3 separate regions of the Canis lupus genome follow, and all the other regions are linked to region 3. A link is a contact called in public Hi-C data. All regions are on one chromosome and are shown on one strand. Each heading gives the region's core, a stretch centred on a gene start, on an enhancer-like site or on the middle of the called end of the contact. The rest is flanking DNA. Distances are from core to core; before and after follow the strand shown.

The links. A called contact is a pair of places that touch in the nucleus more often than the background predicts.
Region 1: a contact with region 3 is called in a Hi-C map of amygdala, with 4 times the contacts expected there. The contact joins the promoter of UBL3 here to the enhancer-like site in region 3. A contact is called at or near these places in 2 of 9 Hi-C or Micro-C datasets (amygdala and skin fibroblasts).
Region 2: a Hi-C map of blood shows a contact between it and region 3, with 2.9 times the contacts expected there. The contact joins two enhancer-like sites. A contact is called at or near these places in 3 of 9 Hi-C or Micro-C datasets (amygdala, blood and skin fibroblasts).

Annotation. Positions count from the first base shown.
Region 1 is chr25:10,155,675-10,158,762 of UU_Cfam_GSD_1.0, reverse strand. UBL3 (ubiquitin-like protein 3) reads right to left here and starts at 1,673. Exons shown (of 5, transcript XM_038573357.1): 1 at 1,044-1,673. The coding sequence starts at 1,070.
Region 2 is chr25:9,943,882-9,946,972 of UU_Cfam_GSD_1.0, reverse strand. No RefSeq gene overlaps it. Among named protein-coding and RNA genes, the nearest start is that of MIR8825, 94 kb to the right of the region's middle. Within about 2 kb of position 1,327, at least 2 of the 20 cell types and tissues checked have an H3K27ac peak or open chromatin away from gene starts, as enhancers often do. A contact at or near this core is called in blood, where this site is marked.
Region 3 is chr25:10,421,025-10,423,886 of UU_Cfam_GSD_1.0, reverse strand. No RefSeq gene overlaps it. Among named protein-coding and RNA genes, the nearest start is that of SLC7A1, 72 kb to the right of the region's middle. Within about 2 kb of position 1,601, at least 9 of the 20 cell types and tissues checked have an H3K27ac peak or open chromatin away from gene starts, as enhancers often do. A contact at or near this core is called in blood, where this site is marked.

The DNA of each region.
Region 1 (3,088 bases), core at 424-2,923, 270 kb after region 3:
GAGCTGACATTTTAAAATTTAATCAGCGAAGTTCGATTTTGTTTTTTCACTGGAATACCAGAACACTCAAATGCTAATGTTATGTTAACTTCAATTGTTTCATAAACAAAGTCATCAACCTTGATGTTTAATTGCATTATGTTTGTCCCTAGGACTGCAAAGTGTCATTTCAACTCACACAAACCCACCACCTCCCAGCCCTGTAAGCCTACACAGCTCCAGTTAGTCAACAGACTCACAGCATTAACAAACATTAACCTTTAGAAACAGAAAGAAAAGCACCAATAAACACGAGTACTTTTTGTTTCAAGTTCTCAACATTCAGAGATCAAGGCTCACTAACGTATTTTATTAGCTTTTAAAGGGCCAATGATGCAATACTATTAAATATCTGGTACTAAAAGTCCTGGCAATTCAGAAGTAGCACCCCATATACGACGATCAGTCTGGATTTGTGAAAATTCCAAAAAACCTTAATATTTCAGTTGCCATAGTCGCCCACCCAGACATTTCAAAAAGCTCACAGCAAATTCTAGTAGACTTTTTCTTGAGGACAGACACGTCCCTTCCCTCCAAAATATCAAGTTTGTATCCGCTGCGTTAATGGTCTCGTCAGTGCCCAGGAACGAGACTCCGATTTCTCTACCTGTGTGTGTAGTAGGGACGCCCGTCCTCAGCTCTGCCCACTGTCACTCACGTTTTCAGAAGCTTTAAGATACAAATGTTCAAAGGCTCCTGGCAAAGGGGGAGATGTTTCCTCCACTTCGAGCTGCACTGCCACATTTCCCCTAATTCTTCATTCTTTAGTGATTTAGAAAACACCACCGAACGAGAAAGGCCATATTAAAACCGGTACTTCCTAAGACGGGGGTGGGGGGGAAACCAGAACCTCCAACTTCTCCAAATCTCCCAGTACCGTGGCTTCTCAACAGTCCCCCCCCCCCCCCCGCAAACCTTCTTCACCCCACGCCTGCATCCTTTCTGATTAAATAAGATTGGAAACCACAATTAAATCAGAGTGTCATAACTTATCCTTCACTTACCATATCTGCCGGGACATTACTGGACATCTTGCCGTCTGATGTACACCCAGATGTTTACCACGGGAAAAACAACAACAAACAAAAACAGAGCAGAAGTCTTCAAGCTACAGCAATCGAGCTTGACGATCTTGATGTGCTTTCCAAAAAAGAAAAAAATAATAATAATAAGTGATTTCAGAGCCCAAGCGGCGGCCTGGCCGAGGTTCCGAGCGAAGAGGAACAAGCCCCCGGAGCTGGCTGGCCGGGGCCGGGGCCGGGGCCGGGGCGGGGGCCGGAGAGGACTCCCGGGATGGCAGCGGCAGCCCCGTCGTCGTCAGTGGCAGCAGCAGCGGCGGCGGCGGCGGCAGCAGCAGCAGCCCCAGGACCGGCCGCGCCAGGTAGACCCAGCCGAGTGACACACGGACATGGAGCGGGGTGGGAGGGGGTTAAATCCGCCTTCCTCCTCTCCCAGCCCGGCAGTGATTCACACTTGCTCCCCAGTCAAGTCCTCATTAAGCAGGAAGAAAATGCCCCGGCGTGGATGCACGCAGATAACTATGTGGCTACACATGGACGCGCGAGCGGCGAGCGGCGGCCGCGCCGGGGAAACAGCTCAACTCGCGCTGGCCGGGGCCGGGGCCGGGGCCGGGGCCGGGAGCCGGGAGCCGGGCCGCGGAAACCCGCGCTCAAGGGCATTTAACTCGTTGGGAGCCGAGGCGGAAGCCCGGGGCGGCACGCGGGAGGCACGGGGCGCTCGGGCCGCGCGGGACACCCCACGGCCCCTCGGGGCTCAGGCCGCGGGCGCCTCGGGGCAGCAGCGGGGCTCGGGGCGCATCGCCTCCGGCTCCTCGGCGCTCCTCTCCGGCCTCCGCCTCCCCCCCGTCGCCACCTTCCCCTCCCCTCCGACGCCGACTTCGGCGCTCCCCGGAAGAGGCCGGGTCCTCCCTCTCCTCAGTCCAGGAATGGTTTCCTCTCGGAGCTTTGTCTCTCCTCCTCCTCCACTTTTCAGTCCCAAACGCCGCAGCCGCCTCCTGTCATCGCCTCTCACGCCAACATGGCGGCGGCGGCCGCAGCTGCCTGAGCGCAAGCCGGGGACACGGGGAGAGCGCTGCCCCTCCTCGCAGCCGCCGCCACCGCCACCGCCCCCGCCTCCCCTCCACTCTCCCCCCTCCCCCCTCCGTGGACACCTACTGCGTCACTACGGAGACCACCCTCGTGCATCATGGGAAATGTAGTTTACGCGAAGGCGGGGGGGGCGGCTTAACGCGTCCTCTCCGGACTCCGAAGCCACGCCCCTCTTAGCAACAGTTGCTAGGAAAGGAAAGCTCGCTTTAGCAGAGCTGCCGCCCAGGAGTTAGGTGTCACCTGCTTCCAGGAGTGCTGTGAGCGTGCGAATTATTTGGAGAAAATGATTCTGCACAGAGAAATTCCCTCATGCACAATACACATACAGACTGAAAATATGGTTTACCTCCAAGCAGAATCATTCATTTTAATGACAGCACGCTCTCCACATCCTGCAATCTCAAAGCATTTTGTATAGTGATTTCATCTAGGTCTTTTCAACATTACATTTGGAAGATCAGAAGCAATCATTGATTTCCAATAAGGTCGTAGAAGTTCAACAGGAACAAGGATCTCATTAAGCAAGGAGAATGTTTGAACATGTGTTTCTTGAAGAACTAGGGCCATAAAGCTACAATCTAGTTAATTGAAATTACCAAAAACTGTATTAGGTACAATAGTATATCATCCCAAATCTATATCAGGAAATAGTTGCTACAAACTACTTGGGGATTCACCAGTTTACTAGGTTAGCCCCTAAATTATGTTTAAGTTAAAATGTAATAAAAACCTACACACCCACAGTGATTAGCAAACAGCACAAAATCATACCATTAGTGAGAGACCTAGACGAAGAATATGTCTATTTCAAATTTAGGATCAAAATTCAGAAACCACCAATGTCTATCTGAATCCATATAGATCTCTTAGGGCTTTGACAGAATATTTTAGCAAGGGCAGTCTCAGTAAGACAGGTATGTAAGAATGCCAACGGATTGAGA
Region 2 (3,091 bases), core at 78-2,577, 480 kb after region 3:
ATGCTTTTGTAACAAAATGCTAGTACAAAACAAAGAAAAACCGCAACATAATCTATGTGCATTTGTGTCAAAAGAATTTAAGAATGAAAGAATTTACCATGAAATAATCCCTCTCGTGTGAAGAATTTAAATTTTGGGAAGGCACAGGAAAATTAGAGAGGGTGTGGGAAGAGGAAACAAACAAGTTTAGGGACAGGAAATTGAGCCAATGGAGAAAAAGGACAAAGAAGTCAAATCATTTACTCTACCCAAAAACGAGCAGGTGAGGGTTCGATCCTTGTAACACCCTGGTGGCCTCAGAAATTCTAGGCACAGTGGTACTGAGTTGTCTGGTCTTATCCCAGGAGATTTATTTGTTTTTGTTTTTTTTTCTAAAGGTTTTATTTATTTATTCATAAGAGACACAGAGAAGCAGAGACAGAGGCAGAGGGAGAAGCAGGCTCCACACAGGGAGCCCGACGTGGGACTTGATCCCAGGACTCCAGGATCACGCCCTGGGCCAAAGGCAGACACTTAACCACTGAGCCACCCAGGTGCCCCTTATCCCAGGAGATTTAGTTTAAAAAGCACTGGGTTAATATCAACACAAGTTTCTTCTGCAAAGTCATCTGCTCCCCTTTCCGAAAATCCACAAAGAAGCTATTGCCTCGATAGCTTTTCCAAGCCACATGCAGGAATAACGGCCATCCAGCCCTGCCCTCTGTCCACCCACTCCATCTGACCTGTGTCCTGACTCTGAGCTCCAGAACCTTCCAGCCTGCTTTCTGATGAGGTGGACAGTTTGAGTCCAATCTAGTCCCACCCCCCAAGAGCTGGGGTCCCCACTGGCCCTACCACTGCCAGCCGGAAAGAAGCAGAGGAACAACCACACTGACTTTTCTCTCCTCCAGCCAGTGGCCAAGCACAGCTGGAAGCAAGAGGGCAGGAGAGCTGAGAGGATGGGGCTGGACACAGTGCACAGAACACAACCTCCCGGGTCCTGAGCAGAGCTGAGAAGGGTTGAGAATGCAAAGGAAGTTGGGGAGCACTGGGAGATCCCCCAGTACAGATGGTAAAAAAAAAAAAAAAAAGAGTCAGGATTGGAAGTGCCTGGAGATCCAGCTTTTCCCAGTGAACATAGGAACGCAGAGCAGTTGGTGTGGCAAAGCAAGCACCGACCAGACTTCGGCCCCAGCAGACTCAGGCAGCCCAGGAGACAATGTTCAAGTACTGCACAAGCCACCTACTGTCCTGCCCCTGCCATCACCCACCAAGACCTGAGGAGCTAGGGCTGGAATCCAGAGCCACTCACCCGTCAACAGCCTGGGAGAGCAAACCAGTGAGCATCTGGGCAATCATTTCTGTAGCAATATCCTGCTACTGCCCGGCTCCCACACTGGCACTGCTAGCTCGGCGGCCCGCGGCCTGGAGAAGCCGGCGTGACACACACTCCGTTTCATCTCCTTCCCTATGGATGCCTCCTCTTTTTCTGACATCTGCTGTAAAACTCAATGAATTCAGTCCTCTGCTTGCAGACAAGCCCGTCTTATTCAGCAGGGATGGGAGATCCAGAGGCCGGGGCTGCACCTAGGAAACAGGGAGGCTAGAGGCCGTGGGGGCAGACCCAACGGAACAGCCCCTGGAGATGCTTCACACTTCTGATCCACCACGGAGCCCCCAATATTTTCAATGACCATGTCAGCGTCAGTAAATACGATCCCTAGATTACACACAGCTCATTATTGCCAAAAACAAAACAACAAAACAAAACAAAAAGAGCCAGACTTTTCCACTAGAGCCAGAGCAGTCAGTTTCATCCTGACTGAAGCAAGCCAACTTCAAGAATGACTGAAAGCCTTCTTCATTCAAACCAAGTCAGGAGCCTTGGCGGTGCCTGCAGACATTTGGTCTCCTGCTGCCTCTGCCCGGGGCGCCATCTAGCGTCCCCCGACGGGTACTACACCCTCCAGCCCACTTCTTGGGGGAAAAACAAAAAAAACAAAAAACAAAAAACCTTGCTCATAAAGAACTGGTTTCGTAGAAAATCATGAGACCTGATGGGGGAAAAAAATTTGCCCTTTGTGATAGACATTTTTCAAAAGTGGTTGAGCAATAAAGACTTCCCATTTATTGGATTTCACACATGATTTTCCTTGAGCCAAACCAAAGACTCATGACTCTTAAAAACAATGAATAGGCAGCGTACAAGAGTGTTTGGGCCGTTTTCTCACGGCTGTGTTTGGGAAAGAAGCTTATGTGCAAACATAAAAAGCTGACTGATTTTCACCTTGGATTAGCTGTGTGCATTTTCCAGGGTGGGACATCGTACAGCTAAAACTTCTTTGAGCCCTGTTAAGGGTTGAATTGTGACCCCTGTTCAAATAAGTGGTTCCCCCAGTACCTCAGAATGCAACCATACTAGGAGATGAGGCAATTAAGCTAAAGGGAGGTATTCCCACAGGTCCTAATCCAGTCCTCTTTAAGGCGGTGTCCTTATAGGAAGAGGAAATTTAGACACAGGTTATGAGCAGGCACAGTGGGAAGGGCCCAGTAAGCACGCAGTGAGAAGGCCACTACCTACAAGCCAAGGGAAGAGGCCTCCTGAGAAACCCATCCCTTGATACCTTGATCTTGGGCTTTCCAGCCTCCCGGACTTCAAGAAAATGAATTTTGCTTGTTTAAGCCGTGCAGTCTAGGGTATTCAGTATGGCAGCCCTGGCCAACTAATGCAGTCCCCCAGGTGTCTTTTCCCCAATAAAGTGTGCAAATGCTGGAGCACTGGAGGAACACCTGGCCGCACAGGGGGTCAAGAGTGACTGTTGCACACGCTGCAGCTCTTCCTTTTATACACAATGTATCCTGAACCCTGAGACTTTGCCCAGCAGCAGGTGGAGTGGGGGGACCCTCTGTGCCCCAGCCTCACCCCTCCCAGCAGGCGAGCTATTCGGAGTTAAACCCGTCCCAGAACCAGGTTCCCCGAGGGAGGTTCAAGGCAAGCGGCAGCCTCCCTCGGCGGAGGAGCTTGAACGCCACATCTGCTTTGGGCCAACGGTGAGGTGGCCAAGCTTTGGCAAGTTACCGCTTCTCTGGGAGCCCGGATTTTGTTTGCAAA
Region 3 (2,862 bases), core at 352-2,851:
CCCTGAACCTCAGAGAGCATCAAGGCTCCACTCTGCTAGGCCATCTTCCGGAGGCTGGGCGGGCTAGACTCAGTTCCAAAGGACACGACACATGGACTACAGTCCTTTCCCCATCGATTTCACATTCAGGCCTAAACAGGTGTATGTTTCTACTGCAAAGAGAGCTTGGTGTGCCCTAAATCCCATCAGGATCATCACAGACAATGCCCACAGTCGAAGCAGGTCCTTATCATGAGCTTTTTCCTCCAACGGGGCAGGGGAAATGGGGTACAGGGAACACAGGACCCTGGAAAGCTCTGTAGGCCTCCCTAGAATACCCCAAAGTGCAGCCAGGACACTCACTTCTACCTGAAAGCACTTGCCCCCATCTCACCCGCCTCAGGTTGTCCAGCCTGACACTGCAATGTCCACATGGGCCTGCCCCTTCTTCGGGTTACAAGGGAGACCCAGTGTGGCCAGCTTTCCATGCTGGTTTCGCAGGGCATATAGGAGTGGAAACAACTTGAGACTTAGGCAAGCCTGCCCCACAAACAGTAGCTGAACAAAGAGACTTTTGTGGATGACAAATCACTTCGAGTCACCTCAGGACCTGAGAGGAACACTACAGATCCCCTCTGAATCACCCACACCTCCAGATTGTTGACAATGACTATGTGTTTACTAAATGATTTCCTTGTCAACCTGTCCCAACCTATTAGTGTCGTTTGGGGTGTCTTGTGCCCTCCACTTGTATAATAACCACTTTCCATTGTCCTTCCCCCTACACATGAGGTAAACAAGGTACAGGTCAGCACCTCCACTTAACCCAAGAGCAGACTGGTGACTCGCCCCTTGGCATGTGCAGGAAAAGGGGTTAAGCGCCGGCTTCCTCCTGTCTGCAGAGAACTGCGTCCCCTCCCACAGGGTAACTTGCAGCAGACCGAGATCTTTGGTGGAGACTCTGTCACCTCCAGTGTGCCCAGGACCCTGGTACAGCCCACCACCCCCGCATGGGAGAGGTGGATCATCTCATCAAGAAGGGAGCGATGGAGGAGTTAAGCTCAGGTAGAAACAAAGCTGAAACCACCCGCCTGCTATTGGAGCTGAATGCTCTTCTCGTGGCTGATGCGGCACATGCAGCATCGCTGTCCTGCACGCTGTCACAGCTTCCGTGATCAAGAGTCAGGGTCCTGCGCCCTGGAGAGTTTGGGCCCAATACTTAAAAAAAAAAACAAAAAAACAAAAAAAAACCACGGAAGGCTGGTATGCTGTATGCTGTCCTGGTTGTTAAAGGGAGTTCATTCACTTAAATTTGCTAAATCTCTTTAAAAAAAAAAACAAAAAAAAACCAGGTTGCTTCTCTTAAACGTCTGGAAACAAAAACAGGACACTTGGGGTTTCTGAGCACCAAGTATAATTCTCCCCTGTCGGCGTGGAGGGAAGAGGCGCTCAGGAGGTGCAGGCCTGTTCGCCGCCCTCACCCCGCCGAGTTTCGCCAGGGCCGCCAGCCAGCGGGGGTGGGGCGGTGTGCAGCTCTCAGCTGGGCCCCCTGGTGCACGTGACCTGGGCACAGGCCGGGGCACCCACTCCTGGCCCCCCGAGCAAGCTGTTCTGGCACTGCTGCTGCCTGCAGAGCGGTTTCTCGCTTTAACCGCGCCCAAACTGATGTGGCAGGGCTGTTCCCGTCCCCGCCGCGCCACCACCGGCCTCGAGGCGCAGAGGAGCATCCACGGGAGGGGCCGGCCCGCAGGACGTCTCGCTTCCCGACTCGGGATCGGGCGGAGACCAAGTTGGCCCAAGAGCGGCCTCAGGAGCAACAGCGGCGCCTGTTGGCGTCACGTTCTATTCAGTAGCCGCATTCCCGGCCCGCTGGGCAGCCAGAGTTTGGGGAGACCAAAGGATTCCCTCTGGAAGGGGGGCGGACAGGGCCATCCTCCGGCCGGGCTGGAGTGGGCAGGCCCCAGGCGCGGAGGGGCCCCGGAGGGTCCTCGGGGCTGCCGGCGCCGCTGTGTGAAACCCCCAGAAGGGTTTCGGGACCAAGCCGGGGGAAAGCTTGCTCCCGCGGCTCCATCGCGCCCCCGCGCTCGGGGCTCGGCTCCGAGGAGCGGCTGACACGGGGCCGCGGGGCTCTGCCGGCCGCTGGGCGGCGCTGTGGGACCGGGGCTCCGCCGCGGCTCCCGGGGGTGGGGCTCTAAGCGCGCCGCGCCCCAGCCCGCCGCCACCTGCCCTCCTGCAGCGCCCCCGCCCCCGCCGGCTGTCAGCAGAACCTCTACGGGAGAGCTCGCTCTGGGGAGGGGGGCCTGGGGGCGACGGAGAGGCCTCCTGCCCGCCTGCGGCCCGGCCGCACCGCACACGGTCCGCGCTCTGCGGCCTGGGGCGCCGCGGGCGCAGACACGAGACCCGGCTGGGGAGGACTTGCTGACGGATTCTGCTGTTGCAAACTCGGGGTGAAGCCGGCCGCAGCGTGTCCCCCCACCCCGAGAACACGCTAAGGTTAGACCCTGTCGGGGTGGGGGGGCGGTGGCAACACCCTTCCCAATGCGATCACAAAATCACAGCAGGGTAGTGGCCGAGAGTTGAGGCCACTGGACTGAATCTGCCTCCTGTGCAAGAGGACGCTCCCCTCCTCAAGCGGGGTGTGGGGTGGGGTGAGCAGCTTCAGTCCTTCCCCAGCCCCACCCTGACAATCGGTGCCTGTGGAGGAAGTGCGGGGCTGAGGTGTGCGTGGCACGAGGGATGAGCAGCCTGAGTCCTTGGCTGGCTGCGACTTTGGTGGGAAGACGTCCGGGCTCTAACCCAAGCCAAGTCTGGAAAAAAGAGGTCCTCGGAGATAGCATGAGAGGATCCTAAATGAGGGCTGGGGGACTCCCCGGTTGAGATGCT